Regions from separate parts of the Lactuca sativa genome. Here region 1 is linked to region 2. A link is a contact called in public Hi-C data. All regions are on one chromosome and are shown on one strand. The core of a region is the stretch at or near the end of the contact, and the rest is flanking DNA. Distances in the headings are between cores, read along the strand shown. Region 1 holds the start of LOC111917194 (serine/arginine-rich splicing factor RSZ22A). Region 2 holds the start of LOC111917196 (protein KAKU4).

What was found. A called contact is a pair of places that touch in the nucleus more often than the background predicts.
Region 1: a contact with region 2 is called in a Hi-C map of seed, with 4 times the contacts expected there. The contact joins the promoter of LOC111917194 here to the promoter of LOC111917196 in region 2. A contact is called at or near these places in 2 of 4 Hi-C or Micro-C datasets (leaf and seed).

The regions. Positions count from the first base shown.
Region 1 is chr3:35,887,807-35,894,680 of Lsat_Salinas_v11, forward strand. LOC111917194 (serine/arginine-rich splicing factor RSZ22A) reads left to right here and starts at 1,360. Exons shown (of 6, transcript XM_023912854.3): 1 at 1,360-1,482; 2 at 2,242-2,345; 3 at 2,456-2,544; 4 at 2,665-2,920; 5 at 2,999-3,115; 6 at 3,196-3,472. The coding sequence starts at 2,257. The coding sequence ends at 3,232.
Region 2 is chr3:35,739,827-35,746,637 of Lsat_Salinas_v11, forward strand. LOC111917196 (protein KAKU4) reads left to right here and starts at 1,839. Exons shown (of 8, transcript XM_023912860.2): 1 at 1,839-2,237; 2 at 2,688-2,749; 3 at 2,888-2,964; 4 at 3,044-3,132; 5 at 3,216-3,331; 6 at 3,418-3,594; 7 at 3,674-3,842; 8 at 3,905-4,474. The coding sequence starts at 1,949. The coding sequence ends at 4,182. LOC111917195 (histidine kinase 5) reads right to left here. Exons shown (of 13, transcript XM_023912858.3): 9 at 6,569-6,798; 10 at 6,375-6,478; 11 at 5,610-6,287; 12 at 5,343-5,519; 13 at 5,040-5,260. The coding sequence ends at 5,138. LOC128132589 (a long non-coding RNA gene) reads left to right here and starts at 6,740. Exons shown (of 2, transcript XR_008230722.1): 1 at 6,740-6,811.

The sequences.
Region 1 (6,874 bases), core at 110-2,609, 150 kb after region 2:
ATATATATATATATATATATATATATATATATTACTCCCTCTATTTTATTGATTTTTAAACTATGCCAATATAGTTGCTTTTTAGACAAAGTCACCTTAAAATTTCTTTTTCCTTTACTTAGTTTACACTAAATTATTATAATTTCAACCATAAATATGTTTTTAATTTTTATTTAACAACTTTAATTGGGTCGATTTTTATAAATATATTTTTATAATTACTAATTTACTATACGTGATTATGTAAGATGATATTTATTTTGTTTGAACCATATGTAAAACCAATTTAAATATAAATATTTATTTAAAACATTATAATGGTTTATCACTAACATGTTATATAAGAGAAAAATGAAAACTTTAAATAACCAACTACTTATAATTAATAATACATTAAATGATAGTTATCACTTGCTTTGGTGGGGTAAATTATATGGCTTGTTTATATATATTTTTTAAGGAAATTGATTTGTATACAATAATTTTTCTTTATACACAATAATTTATGTTTTATGGAGTTCGTACAATATAATACTTTAATACAGAAATTGTTATGTATGGAAAAAATTTGTTATGTACAAAACAGTTCCCATTATTAAATATCATATATAGGTAAAATAATATGTTTAAAACGAGATTATATGTCATACTTTGCTACGATAAATCCATATAAAATTAACATATAATTCTACTCTTTTTAAATATATAAAATACATGATATACCTAATTGCACATGACATTATACATGATAAAAATTAACGATCATACTATCGGCTTTATAACATGTATTAGAAATCGTTAATGTTATTTATCCATATTTTATAACAAGTTTACCAATTAATATTGTTTACAAATCACACGATCAATTATATGTTGTTTTATCCAAAGGAAATAACAAAGAATGATTGATATTATTCATTTTAAATAAGAATGATAATTTGAATAATAAAACTTTCAATGTTGTGTACATATTTCTAAATCTATATTAAAATATTATGTTAATTTTACTTATCAAATTAAGTTATGATTACTTACCATCGATAATCCAATGCATTTTTTTGTACAACTATAATCTTTTTTTGTCTATATAAAACTTCCAATGTTGTGTTGATATTTCTAAATCTATGTTAAAATATTATGTTTACTTAATTATCAAATTAAGTTATGATTACTTACCATCAATAATCCAATGCATTTTTTTTGTACAATTATAAATTTTTTTGTTTATATAAAATTTTTAATCAAACTATGATTTCCACGGTTATAAGTAAATACAAAAATAGTCACCGACCTTTTAAACAAATATACCGGGTACAGTGATAATAAAACTTTTTAAAACTTTTTTAAACGTTTATTATATATAGACATAAACGAGAGAGGGTTGCGAAGTCTTTCCCGATCCCGTTAACACCATATACTCGTATTATTTTTTTTTTCCAAACCTCGTTCTCACTGCCTCCTACTCCATTTTAGGGTTTTGAGGTAATATCGCTCATCTCTGCCTCTGTTCTCCGTTATTTTCATAAACATACTTTGATAGTCAGTTTTCTTGTTGTAATTGGCTTCGGAAGGTAAACCCTAGTTCTTTTGTAACCTATTTCCAAAAGTTCATGTTCGTAGCGCCTTCATCCTTTTCATATATTCTATAGTAGCATACGCTTTGTTATCTGGGACTCCTGATGTCGATAAAGTGTATTTTTCTGTACCATTTGTTGATTAGATGAATTGTAGTAGTAGATTTTGCTAATTTTACTTCTTAGATCTGTCAGAACTTAGACGTGTAAGTTACGTCTCCCACGAGACCTAAGGCTATAACTTCAGGTGTTCAATGATTGGTTTGGTAAACGTTAGCACACAATCCAGTTTGGTTTGCTGGTAATAGGGTTTTACTTTTCCTTCTTTGTCAAATAGGCCTCATTTAACTTGCTAACTGATAAGAATTGTAATTTTTTTTTGAGAAAGAATTAGAGCTAGGTTAAACTTCATACCAAATGCCATGAGTAGAAAACTTGGGGTTTTAATCAGAGAGTAACTGCCTATTGGGATAGACGAACTGCAGTTACAGGTTCTTTGGGCAAAAGAGTTTTTCTTTAACATTAAAGTATAGGCTGAACTATGCTTTTCTTTGTTCTTTTTTTGGGATGACATAGTATGGCTGTGTGTGTGTGTGTATTCTTAACCATGGTACAAAATGTAAAATTCTGTATACACCCAATGATCTGTATTTGTTGATCTTGACAGGTAAAATTATCAAAGATGTCACGTGTCTATGTTGGTAATCTGGACCCAAGGGTTAATGAAAGAGAAATCGAGGATGAATTCCGCACTTTTGGTGTCATTCGTAGGTAAGAGAGAAATAATTCCTTGAATTCCTTAAGGTTAAGCTGTTATGACTTATGACTATAAGATTAAAGTTTCATTTCATTTTAATCTGCCATTGTTGATAAATGTGCAGCGTGTGGGTTGCAAGAAGGCCTCCAGGCTATGCTTTTGTTGATTTTGATGACAAAAGAGATGCTCAGGATGCCATCCGAGAACTTGATGGTATGTGTCCAAATATACAAATTACAATACATATTCCATTTTTTCTTAAATTGCTGTATTTATACATTTACATGTTCCTCTTTTGGGTTCTGACTTCTCATCTATTATTCACTGAACCAGGTAAGAACGGTTGGAGAGTAGAGATGTCTCATAACTCTAGAGGAGGAGGCGGCGGCGGCGGTGGCGGCGGTCGGGGAGGAGGTCGTGGTCGCTCCGGTGGTTCTGATCTGAAATGCTATGAATGTGGTGAGCCTGGTCATTTTGCTCGTGAGTGCCGTGGTGGTGGCGGCGGCGGCGGCGGTGGAGGTAGACGTCGCAGCCGGAGCCGCAGCCGCAGCCCCGCTAGATACCGCCGGAGCCCTAGCTATGGTCGCAGGTGAGAATAGATTATAATAATAATAATTATTATTAAAGTTGATGTTTTTTTGGATTAATTTAATTATTTTTGGAACAGGAGTTACAGTCCGCGTGGGCGGTCACCGCCACGCCGGAGTTTGTCACCACCTCGTAAGGCAAACTACAGCAGGTCACCACCGTATCGTGGACGTGATGAAGTGCCATACACAAACGGGTGAAGTTCTTTTTATATATATTTTTTAGTATTTTTGTTTTTTTTGAATATTTTTTGATGTCATTTGTGTATGGTTTCAGAAATGGGCTTAAGGATAGGCGTCGTAGCAGGAGCTGATTGTTATGTTAAAGGAGGACTGAGGAGATGAAAGGAGTTGTTTGAACTCAAGTAGAGTGTGGAAGTGGATGAATTTGTTATCTGTGACTGTGACTATGACTGTGTTTTCATCTTTCTAAATTCTAAGGTTCTTAAACTTTTCAAAGTATCAGAGTTTATTTTATTTGCTTTTTAATAGACACAGAATGTGTATGTCAGGGATAGAAAGAACAGTGCTAAAGTAATATGCTTGTTTTTGTGTGTCGAGGTGTTTATGCTTCTACTACTACTTCTACACTCTCCGCTTCTCTGCTCTGGGATCATCATTTGTGGGTCCCAGCTCACCAAATTAGTCCTGTTTTTGTTAACGGCATCATATAAAGGTACTTTGATCTGTTCTTGAAATATATTCATGACAAAAAGACAACAAATCTAGTCATCTTTCTTTAACCTTTTTTTTTTCTTCCAAAAAGTACCCAAATTTTAAGAAAACTACCCATTTCGCAGAATGGGCCATCTCTATATATGACGTTTTTTTTGCCTAATTGTAATTTTGGGTTTTGCAGTCTCTTGCCTTTATAATCTTTCTTCCTGCAACTGCTATATAGTTGTTGACAATGAAATAGTTCTTCAGCAAGGAGACTTCTCCTTGTAAGCCTCACATAGATCCAGTGAAAAGCCGCCACCTATATAGTTAACATGTGCATCATTGGCACATGAGACAGTTGTCAACCACTGATTAGTTTTGCCACGACAACTCTTTATTACAAATACATAAATTAGGTGTTAACGTGGCAAAATAAGGCACAATATTGTGCTGATATGCATTGTGCTTTGAAGCTGACATGCATGGTTCTTCATGATATTATTACCAGACTTAGTAAGAGGAATATCAAATAGCCTATAATTTATCTTCCTCCAAATCTATAATCTTGTGGAACTGGGTATTGTTGTATAGTTTATTAAAATAAATTATTTTTATATAAATATTACAAAAATAGTACATTTATAAAATAATAATTATTATGGCCGTTATATAGATACCATTGGTCGTGAGATTTATGTAAATTAATTTATCTAATATAATATAAGAGGCATGATTGAAACATGAGATGTGGGGAGAAAGTGGAGGGTAGGTACAAGAATATTAATTCTAGTAACATTATTGCAAATGAGTGGATTGTTGTATTAAATACCAATTCTAGAAAAAATTGTGCTGTAGTTGGTGAGTATTTTTTTTCTTTAAACAGCACCATACCCCAATGTTTGGGCAATTTCATTTTGAAATGTATAAATATTAAAAAGAAAGGTCATCTTGATTGTGGTTAAGGGGTTGCTCTTTTAATTTTTACAATTAATAAAGATGTTTAAAGTTCATGGAAAAAAGTCGTTAATAAATAGTTTGTTTAACATATAAAATTATAATTAATGGGCGTACAATATTTAAACTTTAGACATCCGTTATAGAATAATATACATCATTCTAATTACAACGTGTCATCTAAGATTGTAACAAAAAAGCCATGCATCCAGATGCATGTTCAAACTTTAAGAACTGAATATGTATAAAAATGCTTTAATGATCAAAGTAAAATCTTATAGAACATTGATCGTTTTTTTAATACAAGAAAAGCTTAACCAAATGCATAATTTTGTGATTAGAGATTTTCGTCGGTCATTTTTGCATAATTGGATTGTGGTCTTTGATAATTCCAATCTCAGTGGTCATTGATGGTTCCAAACTTGGTGACTACCGTATAGAGCCACTAATTAATAAAATGATTAATGATAAAATTAGCCATGAAAGTGTCGTTGTCTCTATAGGGCCACTCATTATGAAATCGGGCCAATGTAAACCCTAATGTCCTAAAATTGTCACAATTCAACAACTAGAGTAGGTTCCATTCAATTTCCCGGTTGCAAGTTGCCATGTGGTCCAGACGTGGAAAATGAATCTCACTTTTTTTTTTTGAATGGCTGAATAGAGTAGATTAAATGATGTCGTTTTTGGGTTGTTCTGTAATGTTCATGTGAAGCCTCAATTTGTTAGTGTGTTCAAGTAAATGTGTGCAATTGAATAATTTTTGGTGAAAACCTAGTCATTTGGTTCTTGAAAGCTTCTAATCATCTTAATTTAACAAAAATGAAGTTTTAAAGTAACATCAAAGGTGACTTTGTAATGTATATCATCTACCATGGCTTTTTCATTCCTAATCATCTACAAGATTTAGAAGGTACGAGGGATAGAGTATATCATTTTAACTTTCAGGAGCTTGCCATCGAAGATTTGAAGGATGGTCTAAAAAAGTGATTAAGGATAAGTGTGATCCTGTGTATTATTGTGTGCATGTGGAAACTTTATCAAAGGGGTTAAGATAATTGGAAGCCCAGGCCGATCTAGAGCAAATGTAAAGTGGGCATTGGAACATGGCCATATTTTTAAGGGGCCCATTTTTTTTTTAATAGTATGTTAGTTTTAGCACATTCCAAATATAAAGCAGTCCAAAATCAGTCACGTACGGGAGAAGACACAAGGCAACATCAAATTGTAGTAGAAGCCAGAAGCGATCGCGTTAAGAAAAAACAATCAGCGAGACAACAACAACTCGAAGACAACAACTTAGTAAGGTTCGATTACTCATTTACAGATTTACTCGACTGAATGCAGTGCACTCCTGCTAATCAGGTAATAGATTATGAGGAATTGAGGATTATCAGTTTATAATTGCTAACTGAATACTTGAATGAATAGAATAACAGATTATCAGTTTAGTTTATCAGATTCATAGAAACCAGTTTAATAGTTTATCACAATATCAAATTAGTATTATAGTTATTAGTTAATGACTGAAATCTTAATGTTATTATGAAATCTGATTCAACCAGATTATAGAATGTTGAATGAATGATTCCGAAATAAATTATTAGAAATTGAAGTTAAATTATGAGATTATGTTTATTGTGTAATTGTTTATCATAATTCACAAATTAGAGTATTTAAAGAATCAATACCACTTTATCAAATTATCGTTAATGTTGAAATTCTAAAATCTGATTGGATGTTGCATCATATTATAATAGATTATCAGAAACTAAAATTAGATTACTAGATTATGTTAATTGTATAATTGTTTATCAAAAATCAGGTTATCTAATTATCAGATTTTCAGATTATCTTTATTGTAATTACTTGAATGTTGAAGCTGGAACTAATGAACTTGTAGTGATGAAGTCTAAACAACTATCCGATAGTAAAAAATGTAAAAGGAGAAAACCAGATGAAGAAAAGAGAAAGGCTGACGTCAGTGTTCTAGATAAGTTTATCCATAGACAACTTGTTGAAGAGCATGTTGAAGATCACATTGAAGAGCAAGAGCATGTAGAAGTAGAAGAGATAGAAGAGCAAGAGCCCATTAAAGAACTTGTTGATATATGTGATCCAAGAAGGTGGGAAAAAAATAATTACGAGGAGATTAAACTTTTGGTCGAGAAAGGTCCTAAAAGAGATAATAGTATTATGTATGGTCCCTACGATAAATTTGGTAGACGATTGTTTTTTGCAGCTTTATATATAAGAACTTTATCAAATTTGGAGAAGTGTGATAGAATGGCTAGTATATTTGAAAGTACCAGACATAGTATTTTGTTTCTGTTATAAAGTGT
Region 2 (6,811 bases), core at 589-3,088:
CAAGAAGGATGGGGAAAAGCCCTAGAACTCCCCCAAACTAAGATCTCACAAGAAAAATGATCAAAATAACATTTTTTTTACCTCAAACAGAAGCTATCCACTAAGAACCTCTATATCCAAACGTCCCTCCTTGCTCCAAACCTTAATGCTTTCCTCTTCTTCTCTCAAGGTGCACCAAAATGCTCAAGATAGCCTCTCCTTCTCACACAACAAGCTAAAACTCAATTAGGGTTCTTCACAATGCTCAAGGGTGATGAGGGAGGCAGAAATAAGGGCTTAAGGCCCTTTAAATAGGACAAAAACACGGAGATTTAGGGTTTCCTCACACAACGCCAACTCGGCGAGTCGGCTCTTTGACTCGTCAAGTTGGTCATTAAACCCACGTGACCAATTCGACTCTACTCGACGAGTCGGGCATACAACTCGTCGAGTCACTCACTCAATCCCAAAATAAATATATAAATATTATACCTGAGAATCGAGATGTTACATTTGAATAAGGATAAATGAATGTTTGAATATATATTAAAAATGAAATTTCTACCCTATAATTTTATGGATGTTACAGACTATACTCATGTGCATTCACAATCATGTTTTCCACATTATACTATGATGTAACTGAATATTTAATAAATAAAAATGAAAAAATCTAGCTTAAAATTTGGGACGTAAAAAAAACGCAAAACAACAAAATATTTTATGTGTTTCGAATTTGAAAGTGGTCTAACTTATAAATTGTCATTCTTGAATTATCCAAATTCGATTTTGTGATACCACATACAATAAGGTCAAAATCATAGATTTTGAAAGTAATTACAATCACGATTTTTGAATTTTCCAAGTTTATATTCATATTCTTAGACCCAATATCTAACAACTTTCCTTGAAATCCAAAATACAAAAAACTTGTCTGACAAGGATTTATGAAATGGTATAATTTGGATAAATCAACGTTCCTTTTTATAAATCCGATAAAATATAAGAAGCATAACAACATGCGTTAAGTGAATTGTAATAGAAATGTTAAAAATATAGCAGTTTCTAACTCCAAAATCAGGAGTTTCGAAGTGCAAAACTAACATATAAATACTTAAAGAAAAAACAAGTTTATCTAATCGAATATATATTCCGATATAATGGCATGAAAATGTGTCATTGTGTTGCAATAAAGGTCAATGAGGCAACGGACAAGGGCGTTTATTTTTTCATATGTAACATATAAATAAAAAAAACTATTTTATATATTATATATGTTTGAAATCCAAATTTCTTTAAAAAATGTCTAAAATTTGAGTCAATTACATATTATCGGTAGTTATTTTTATGATTATCCAAAATTTATACATGACATCTTTAGTACGGTTTTACTTTTACACTTTGGTAACATCTACTCTAATAAATGAAATTTTTTTTAACACATGTCACATTCTCATTGATTTGACCACATGTCATTTTGTGGTTATTTTAAATTAAAGTTTTTCCACATGTGATATAAATTTCATTAATTGACTTTACTTCTAATTTTTAAATTAAAGCCTTATTAGTTTTCTTTGTTTATTTATCTAAATTATTTGTTTAAATATAAAAGAGAAAAAAAAATATTTTATTTTAATAATTCAATATTTTTTTAATTTTTCACATAAAGTTAAACTTCTCAAATGAATTTCATATTTATTTTTCTTTCACCTAGTTTATTTATATATATATTAAATACTCTTTCGAGAAAAGAACAATTATATACTAGTATTAAATAAGCTAAATAGTTATCGAATGTTTGGAAGAAAGGTACCCTTATATTTATTGAGAAATCAAAACAAAATAAAAGGTTATTGCATACTCATTACTTAAGTGCTTTTGACTCGCTCTTTTTCCGTCGATTCGGAAAACACACTGAGTCACTGAACACAAACACCGTTTCTCTTCGCCCATCACGAATCTCAACACCATGGCTCCCGGTTCTCAGGCACCCGCAGATGTTCCAGCCGGCAGATCCGGCGGAAAAATCTTGAAAGCGAGGAGAATTGCTGCTAGGAAGACCCCATACGACCGCCCAACTCCGCCTCAGCCTGAGCCTCCACTTCTGCAATCAGAAAGCCCTAGTTGGCTCGGTGGACTTGTTTTTCCGGCTAAGTTTGTTGCTGGTGGTGCTAGCAAAATTTTATCTTCGTTTTGGAACCCCAAGACTTGGGCCGCGGCTTCCTCCTCCTCTTCTTCGGACAGTGATTCCGAATCAGGTAGATAATCTTATTTTGGGGTTTCTTTTAATGTGTTTTAATTAATTGTGTTTTTCATAGTATAATTGTTCCAAATTAGGAGTTTTGTTTAGCGCGAAACAACCCAATGTCCTCGAATCACAACTCACAGTATTTTTCCCTTGAATCTTTCTGAATTTTGAAAAACTGTCGTTATGGTATGGAGGGAATGTTATTCATCAGATTTAGTTATAAATGCATGTTATTCTTTTAGTATGCGTATCTATCATATAACCAGCCTTATTTGCGCTAGTGATTGTTATAGAATTTGAGAACACATCACACATTTGTTGGAGAAAGTTTTATCAAAGTTCATTTTGTGAAGAGGAATAAGGAAACACAATGTTAGTACGGAAGAAATTTAAGTAACACTATTTCAATAAACTTGAAAATCTGGGTAATTTATGAATTTGATATTGTTATCTTTTGCAGAAGATGATTCTCGAGATGATGCAAACCCTTCTGATGGGGCAATGGAGTTGAATCAGAATCAGGTATCTGTTCTCTTCTTTATTCTCATCATCTGTTCCATATGCAGTGATATCACTTCAGAGTGTAAAGTAAACCACTTATTATGAACTTTATAACTGAAATTTGCATCACAAATATTTTAACTCTATTTGTTACATCAGCAAAAGGATAGTTCATCTCAGAAGGGGGAAATTTTGCATTTAGTTGAGCAGCTACTTATGATTGAACGATATTCAAGGTATGTTTTGCTCAATTTTTTTTTTTGGTATTACTTCATATAAGCTTTATGCTCACAGATAATTTCATAATTTCTACAGGGAAGAGTGTGATAAGTTAATAGAGATTATCAATTCGCGAGTTGTAGATTATGCAGGACCAAGCATACTTCATAGCAGGAGTAACAATGGTAAATCCTGAAGCATCTGAAACATTTTCATATCTACTAAATTTCTTTGATATGATTATGAACAAATAGTTATTTTTAACCAGAGACCCAAGCTATCATAGAAGCAAGAAAGTGGGTTGCAGAGAGTAAAGTTAGATCTGGTAAAAAGTCAGATTTGGACAATGGACTTTATGCTCTTAAGTATATTATGACACCACAGGTTAATCTTAATCCCTCACATGCATATTCTTTAAATATATGTATATATATATGTGAATATATTTTATACTTTTTGTTCATATCCAGGCTACTGAAGAAGAAGGGTCGCCAGTTGAAGTGGCAAAATCATATATGAGAACTCGTCCAGCATGGGCATCTCCTTTAAGACGTGATAATTCATTAAGTCCATCTCCATTGACAGATCTGTTCAAGGAAAGAACACCCTATTCTTCTGATGCTGGAATTTCTTTCCAATCAACAAAGGTGATATAGAATATTCTTTAATCATATTTGTAAATTGTTAAGTTATCTAATTTTTTTTTTTTTAAAATAAATTGTACAGAGGGATTATCTTTCTGGTGGATCATGGAACATTGAGGATGAAATACGCAAAGTGCGATCAAAGGCAAGTGAAGATTTGCTAAACAGCCATCATTCTTCCATGAAACATCATCTACAACATTCCTTGGATAATGACAAGCCGAATGAAATTGTGGACCTGACTGCTGAAGGTATGGTTGCTTTCAGATTATTTGAAAAAAAAAAGATACTAATTTAATCTTTTGTTGTTTAGGCAATAAGAAAGAAATGAGGGGTGTTAGTGAAGGGAATGGAATGGAGAATGAAGAGGGGAATGGAGTGGAGAATGATAATGAAAATGATGAGGTGGAAAATAATTGTTTTTTATCGACAGAATCAGTGGAAGTACCAGTTAATAATTCTCAGGACATCTTTAATGGTGAAGACGAAAGTTTGGTTGCAAAAGAAAAGGCAGATGGAATGGCTGAAAACCGAATGCTGACTAGAGGTAGAGGTAGAGGAAGAGGGAGAGGAAGAGGAAGAGCCAAGTGACTCAATCTGAATGTAGTCAGGTCAGTTGATGAGGAAAAGACAAAGTTTGTGTTCATTTATTTGTAAGGTAGAGTAGATATAGACTCTCTTGTTGTTAAGCTCCTGTATTATCTATTATTATGTCATTGTTATCAGTTATGTATAACTGACTTGACTAATTTAGTGTTTCACAGACTGTCTGACCATTTGTAATTGAAAACAAATCGTATTGTAGCCTTGTAGGCGTACTAGCTGATTTCATGTATTGTAACTTTTTTTATTTTTTATGCAACTTTCAGTTTTGTTTTTGGTAGTTATAGTTGCCTGCATATTAGGGATGTATTACATTTTTAAAAATAGATGAAAAGTTATTGATGGATTTGAATTCAGAAGATTCTCTATGTACTATCTGTAATCATCAAAAAGCATTTAAGAGATTGATTAATAAATCAATTACTTTGTTAGAAAATAAATGATTTACTATTAATCATTTAATATCAAACATACACTTTAATAAAGAGAAAAGAAATAGCAAAGTAGACGTTATTCGTAAACTTAATGGTTAAAAGGTAAAGTTATTGAAAACTTGATCTGGATGGCACACCACATTTTCTGAACCACTAACATGCATGTTGAATAGAAACACAAAATAATTTACAAAACCTTGGATTATGTAAAAATAAAAAATGTCTAAGCCATTCACAGCTAATTAATTATTGCTCACAAAACAAAACTATAATAATATTTAGCTGAACGGTATTCAGCTCGTCCCCTACGTACTTATTTTGCTAACCTACGAGGTACCTAATGACGCTCCTCTAAAGAAATAAAAAACTGTTTAGACAACTAACTCTTATAAAGCAAGAGCTAAGAGGACGAGAAAAAGACCAAACATTGATTACAAAACTTTCCTAACTCACATTCACATTTCTATACACATACACATTTATCATCTATTTACAACGCTGATTTTTTATCACTCCACATACTGTTCAAGACATTGTTTTAAGTTCTGAAGTGTAACAGGCTTTGTAATGAATGAATCCATACCATTCTCAAAACACTCTTCTCCACTTTCCGACATTGCGTTTGCTGTCATCTACTCAGTCAACAATTAATAAAACTTTTCGTTAGTCATATAGTAAAACTCAAGGGCATTTTAGACATTTCTTGGTACTTACTGCAACGATGGGAATTCTCTTTCTGGATATTTGGTTGTGAAAAGGAGAATCATGATCATGATCATGTGGTTCTGGTTCCACTCCAGCCTTCCTTGCTTCATCCCAATTCCCGGTTTTTTCATATGAACGAATCAGTCTCGTAGCTTCAAGCCCATCCATTACAGGCATGCATACATCCTGCACATTCATTTAGCGATCATGATTTTTTTTTTTTTTTTTTTATAAAATTAATTTGATTGATATGAAGATATATAGTAGTAACAATACCATAAGAATGAGATCATAAGGGCAATTCTGAACAGCACGAACAGCTTCAGCTCCATTATTCACAACATCCATGTCTTGATTCAACTGTCTCATCATCCTCCTTGCCACCATCACATTCACCATATGATCTTCCACAAGAAGAATTTTAGGTTTTCTTGTTGACCTGCCATTGCCAACGTCTTCCTGGTTACCAACACTACTACTACACTCTGAGCTTCTATTTGAATCCTTTCTTGCCTCCCATGTGTCACATAAATCTGTTTTTGAAGAAGGCGAACATGAAGCAACGACTATGGAGGCCGTATTTTCATTCTCTGAGTTACATTTCGAACAACTTTCAGGTTCCGATGAGGTATCAAAACAAGAGGAATCGTCATCCATGGAATTAATCTCTTTGAGAGCAACTTTACTCGAAGGAATGGAATACAAATTCTCCGGAAGCACACTGATTCTGTCTTTAGAAGAGAACACGGAGCCTAACGTGTGTGGCTTGAATTGGAAAAAGCCACAAGTGATGTCTTCATCTTCAGACTCGTCGTTATCGGCCATGTCGCCGAACTCATCAGTATCATCTGAACCATCACATGGATGTGAAAGTTTATGAGGTAAAATGAAAGTAAATGTAGATCCACAATGTTCTTTACTCGATACAGTCAGATGCCCTCCCATCAGCTCAACCTGCGATAAATCACGGATTTTAGGTCAAAACCAATTTCGTTTTCTCACATTCAGATTCCGATTCCGAATCCAATCTAGAATCATTACCAATTGTTTGCAGATAGCTAAACCTAATCCAGTCCCACCGTATTTCCTAGCCGTATCTGCTCCAGCTTGCATGTATTTTTTGAATAAATTGGGCAATGCAGTTTCTGACATCAGATCGATGAATAAAATATTATAGTTAACATGATTACTAAAGCTACGAAAATGAGAAATTAGAAATTTTAAAGGAAAGGTACCTGGTATTCCTATTCCTGTATCTTTAATATCACAGCGTATCCAGACTACTGTTTCATGCGATTGAGGTTCATTCTCCTCATGTCCGTTTAACAGGAGATCGCTTTTTGTTGGAATCGATGAGTCATCTGTGTTTATATTCTTCGGTTCTTGTTGGCCTTCAGGATATGGATCTGCTATTACGTATAGATTTATCTCAACCTTCCCTTGGTGAGTGAACTTGATAGCATTGCTGCACAAAATCA